Regions from separate parts of the Arachis hypogaea genome. Here region 1 is linked to region 2. A link is a contact called in public Hi-C data. All regions are on one chromosome and are shown on one strand. Each heading gives the region's core, a stretch centred on a gene start, on an enhancer-like site or on the middle of the called end of the contact. The rest is flanking DNA. Distances are from core to core; before and after follow the strand shown.

The links. Hi-C and Micro-C count contacts between places; a contact is called where the count stands out from the background.
Region 1: a Hi-C map of leaf shows a contact between it and region 2, with 3 times the contacts expected there. The contact joins the promoter of LOC112721076 here to the enhancer-like site in region 2. A contact is called at or near these places in 4 of 8 Hi-C or Micro-C datasets (leaf and an unstated tissue).

What each region holds. Positions count from the first base shown.
Region 1 is chr11:17,733,041-17,736,038 of arahy.Tifrunner.gnm2.J5K5, forward strand. It overlaps LOC112721076, which reads left to right and starts at 1,719. Exons shown (of 1, transcript XM_025772152.1): 1 at 1,719-2,348. The coding sequence starts at 1,719. The coding sequence ends at 2,348.
Region 2 is chr11:17,658,207-17,661,068 of arahy.Tifrunner.gnm2.J5K5, forward strand. No RefSeq gene overlaps it. Among protein-coding and RNA genes, the nearest start is that of LOC140176322, 7.6 kb to the left of the region's middle. Within about 2 kb of position 1,340, at least 3 of the 3 cell types and tissues checked have open chromatin away from gene starts, as enhancers often do.

The DNA of each region.
Region 1 (2,998 bases), core at 469-2,968, 75 kb after region 2:
GGCAAGAAGCCAGTAGCCATAGAAGAAAATGAGAGTTCAGAATCATCAGATGAGTCTGATGATGAGGAGGGGGAAGGCCTGCAACCTGAGATCCGTGTTGAGAAGGTAAATGGTATCTTTAACTTTGTAGTTAATGAAGCTGCAATGAAGAGCTTAAGAATGCCCTGGTGGAAAACACTCATTGTTAAGCTTATGGGAAGGAGGATATCCTTGCCGGTGCTTACTAGGAGGCTTGAAGCAATGTGGGGGAAATAGGGAAGTATTGAAGTCATTGATATAGGGAATGAGTTTTTTATCGTCAAATTCTTCTCTCAAGAGGATCTTGAGTACACCCTCACTGGGGGGCCATGAAAGATATTTGACCACTATCTCACTCTGAGATTTTGGAAGCCAGACTTCAACCCAATGGAAGCTACCATTGACACGGTGGCAGCGTGGATAAGGTTGTCCGGCGTTGCTATCGAATATTATGAAGATGAAATGCTGCAGAAGATTGGCAATGTAATCGGAAGAACACTAAAAGTAGACACTAACACAGCTAACAAGTGTCGAGGAAGGTTTGCAAGGTTGTGCTTGAGCTAGACCTATCACAACCACTGATCTCCCAATACTCCATTAATGGAATCCGCTACTTGGTGGAGTACGAGGGCATACATAATATATGCTTCTCTTGTGGGATTGTGGGGGCATGAAAAAGCAAATTGTCCAGGCAGAAAAACTGGGGAGAACGTTGGCTAGAAAGTCACAGAAGAGGCACAGAGAGAAGGAGAAATTCAGGGGAATGGAAGTGGAGGAGACATAAATGGAAAGGTTAATACGGGAAATGCCAACCTTGACAAGGGCAAAAGCATCATTGACGTACTAGAAGAGCCCTTTGGATCGTACAAAGGGGGACGCGTGGCAGAAATACAAAAAAAAGGGGGAGACACAGGTACAAGTAGTGGGGTGAATGGAGGAGAGGTAAGGAAAGGAAAGGTAGCAATTGCTGATACGAGGTTTGCTGTCCTCGATGATGAGAACAATAATGACCCCAAAGCCAATCATGAGGGCACAGGGAATGTCCCCAACAATACGACAAGCACCCTGACTTTAGCACCCACAATGAGCAAAAGGAAAGAGAACCAAGCATCCAAAAGTAATGAGAAAGCCTATAACCAAAAAAGTACAATAATAACCATTTCAGCCTAACCAAAGTCCAATGGCAATGTAGGCCAAGCAACCCAACTAGTTTTTAACCCCAGTAACCCACCAGACCAAACTAAGCACCCACAAAAAGAAAAAATCCTGACCCAAATTAGAAACATAAACCAAACACCCCACAGCCACACCATTGAACCAAATATGAAGAATCTGACAAATAATATCCCAAACCTTAGCTCCAATAATGCCCCAGAGTCACAAAACTCAGACCCCACCTTCAATTCACAAGATTCACAAATGGAAGAGTCATTTGTCCCAGAAACAGGACAAGTTGATGAAGCAATGGATGAGAGTCCTGAGCCAGAGCCACCAGACATGAACACAATTGATACGGAGATAATGGCTGAGGCTGCTCTTCTCTACGAAGCCAAGGGTGTGAGAGCTGGCATGGTGGAAGAGAACCAAAATCACTGGTTAGAGAATGGGAAGGGAAGCGGCCCGATAAAGGAAAGAGAGGAGGGCGAGGGAACCATGGAAGTGGAAGTGCCCCGTGGGGAGGACGATGCAGCTATGGAGCAATGAGGCCATCCTTTCTTTTCTTTAGATCTGATCTGATGATTATTTTCTCATGGAATTGTAGAGGGGCAGCGAGTCAGTCCTTCACTCGCACCCTTAAGGAATATCTGAGAATGCATAAACCTGATCTGGTCATCCTACAGGAAACGAGGTGTAGTGGAGATACTGCGCGCCGCACTATTGATAGAAGTGGGTTTGCCTTTAGTCATGTGCAGGATGCCAACGGTTTTAGTGGAAGAATTTGGATTATTTGGAATGACCTAAATATCTCTGTTAAAGTGGTTAGATCTTGTGTGCAATTCATACATATGGAGGTAACTCATGGAAACAACCATAGCTGGATGCTAACAGCAATCTATGCGAGCCCACAAGAAAGGACTAGAAGGAGTTTATGGTCAGAGTTGAGAACTATAGCGACATGTATGTCCAAAGCTTGGCTCCTTGTAGGGGATTTCAATGAGATTATGTGCGCCTCGGAAAAGAAGGGTGGGGGACGAACAGACTTACATGCTTGCGCAAAATTTAAAAAATGGATAGATGATTGTTGTTTGATAGATTTGGGATACATTGGGCCAAATTTACTTGGAAGGGCCCTATCTGGGAAGGGATGGAACGTGTTTTTAAAAGGTTAGATAGGGCCCTTTGTAATATTGACTGGAGAACTAAGTTTGCGGAGGCAAAAATTGATGTGTTAACTCGAATGCGCTCGGATCACCATCCCCTCCTTGTTACTCTAAATCCCCAGTTAGCCAGTAGGTATGAAAGACCCTTCTGATATGAAGCGATGTGGATTACACACCCTGAGTACAAGAAAACCGTCAGACAGAACTGGAATTACGAGGAGAGTCTTGACAATACTCTCACAGCCCTGTGTAGCAACCTCTCTAGGTGGAACAAGGAAGTTTTTGGCCATGTTGAAAGGATGAAGAGAAGACTTATTAATCGCATTGGAGGCATACAGAGGGCTCAGGCAAATGGTAAGAACCCTTTTCTTGAAAGGTTAGAACTTCAACTTCATAAAGAGCTGGCAGATACCCTTGATAGAGAAGAAATTTTGTGGTTGGAAAAGTCTCGGGAGAAGTGGATTATTGATGGGGACTGTAACACCCGCTACTATCATACAAGAACCATTATTCTTAGGAGGAAGAACAAGATCCTTAAGCTGCGGAATAATGAAGGGACTTGGGTGGAAGACCAAGAGGAGTTGGAAAACTTAGCAATTAATTTTTTCACATGCTTGTACCAAGAACAAGGTGATACAATACAACTCCAATCCTCCAAA
Region 2 (2,862 bases), core at 90-2,589:
AATTTTAATTAAAAAATAAAATCCAACATATAACAGATTGAAACGGTGTCACCTGAAAGCATGCCTTCTTTGTTCCCCTCCTTCACACAAAAACCCTAACCCACTACCCCCTCTCTCTCAGCCACCACCAACAGCAGCCACCGCCTTCGCCATCGTCGAACTTTTCTCGTCAGCTAAAGGGTGCCGTCACCACCGGTAGTGACATACATACAGGGTAAGAAGGGATGGAGAGTGAGTCATACATACAGGGTGACAGACGGAGACAGACAAACAATAACGGAGAGACAGATACAGAGACAGACAAAGGCAACAAGAGATGAGTGAAGGAGAGACAGCGAGCGCTACCGATATCGACATTTCATAAACAGAGGGAGAGAGACATGGAGAGAGGAAGAGAGAGCTAGAGAAAAGGAGAAAGACAACGCCTTTTTAAACTAACCACCTTGAAATGCAACTATTAACCTATTCAAATGATGTAATATCGAAACAGGATTACAAAAGCAAACTAGAACAATCCGTATCACAATTTTCTATCTCTCTTTAAGCAGTGTTTCACTATAAGTAACCATTTTTTACGGAAGGTATTCAAACGACAAACAAAAAAGTAAGAAGATTCGCATCAGATTACAAAAACTAATGTCATCCTTATAGTATAATACCATAATAGCAAAATTTCAAGTGATGCAAATTAGAATATAACATTATAATCCAATTAATGGGCACACGACAAGCTTGAAACTTATATAATAACACCCTAATGTAGAAACACATGACAGTCTCCTGTCCTAGAGTACTAAAGCAAATTGCGACTTATATATGCTTTTCCTTTAAGGGTTTTGCACAAAAATATAAGAAGATAATTTGAATATATATGTCTAAATACTGCAGACAAGATAAAAAAAAAAAAAGAAATTCTGTTTATAACCCATTCATTTGTACTGAACGTTTGTATATATCTATCTTGATTTTATTATACATCAATTTTTAAATATCTTACTTAATTCAATTCATAACTTTTTTTACGTTCTCAAAGTTTTTTTTTTTGGTATTTCGTTCCAAAAGTCAAATTAATCACAAAATTTGTATACTTATTTCTAAATACTTTTAATTTTTATTTAACTCAAATATTTTTATTTGTCGGCAGGCTCATCTGTTCCTTAAAACTATGTTTTGTTCCTCCTATTCTAACCACCTTAACACTCTAATTCCTTAAACCCACTAACAGCCCATAGCACATACACGCTTGGTCCAAAATGTTTGCTCCAATGCATATAGAATAACGGTTACGGGGTCCACCGCCAAAGCCCATTATGAGCTTTCCTCACTCTTACTGCTTAGCGCGGCTCCAACAACGTCCAACCTAGACAATGACTCTGACACCTCTGCCGAGCTGCTCCCCTACAAAGATCATCATGCCACTTGTCACCACAATCTTTAATAAAACGAAATCTCTTCAACTCTATATACAATAACCTCTGTACGCTATAATTTCCCTATATATATATATATATATATATATATATATATATATATATATATATATATATATATATATATATATATATATTAGATGAATCACAAGTGGCCAATTTTTCCTGGGAATGGAATGCTATGCCCTAAATATTTTTTTAAATAGTTGTTACCCTTTTTATTAAATTAGTTTTTGTTCCGAGTGTTATCTAAACCGATGATTTGGACCTGAATGTGAGGTCCAAATTCCTTTTTAAGCAACGTCCAACTTGTTCTAGTACCGTGGTGCCGCCATCCAAGTTCCTCATGAGGAGGTGGGGGTGGTACCTGCAAGAGACTCCGATGCTTAAGCTTGCAATGGCTTTAGGCAGATTTTTAGTATAGTAGAACGGGAATATACCTGAGGGGTATCAGTTTATTTATAGTAGAATAGATAACCACATTTTTAAGTAGTTATACCTTTATTGGTGGATAACCATTCCCTTTATCTTGGAACTTGGGAGTTTATTGGGATCTTATCTTTTGGTGGAGATAGAGATAGTAGGAGAGATTTAGGGGAGGTTGTTACTTATTTAAGTAAAACTGAACCTTTCTTGTCACGTCCGACCTCTTTAAGAGGTCAGGTAAGATGGAGAGGTCATCCTATTTGGATGGGCCTTTTATCCTTTTTTGGGTTTGGCTTTATTTATGGGTCAGGGTATGAACAGTGTCCCTGCTTGATTCCAAGCTTTCATGAGGTCGAGTTAGTAGAGGGTGAGAACACAGATTTGTGGAAGTTTTTCTTGAGTCACCTTCATAAGCACGTGACTTTGCAGCCCGGCATTCTAGTTATCTCTGATTGCCACAACACAATCAAAGCTGCGTTGGTTGCCGCAGATAGTGGGTGGCTCCCACCGACCGCATATCGTGCAAATTGCATGACACATAGCTACTAATTTTGCGTTTAACTTCAAATCTAAGGATGCACAAAAGATTCTTGTCAATGCAGCATACGCAAAGTCTAAACAGGAGCATCAATATTACATAGATATCTTGAAAGAGAAGACCCGGGGATAGTTGATTGGTGTAACCGGATCGGTTTAGAGTTGTGGATCCAATATCGGGATGGCGGCCGCCGATACGGCCATATGACAGCTAATATTTCTGAGTGTATCAATGACGTCCTAAAGTGTACACGTAACCTACCTGTGGGTTCACTTGTCAAGTCAACATATGGGCGTTTGGCTTAGCTCTTTGTTAGGAAAGGGAAGGAAGCAGAGTCGCAGCTCAAGGCAAGGTAAGAATTTTTCCAAACACTTGTGAGGGCAATTGAGAAGAATCTACAGGCCTCTAGAAACATACGGATTAAGCTATATAACAGAGAAAACTCTGAGTTTGTTGTGGATGAGATTG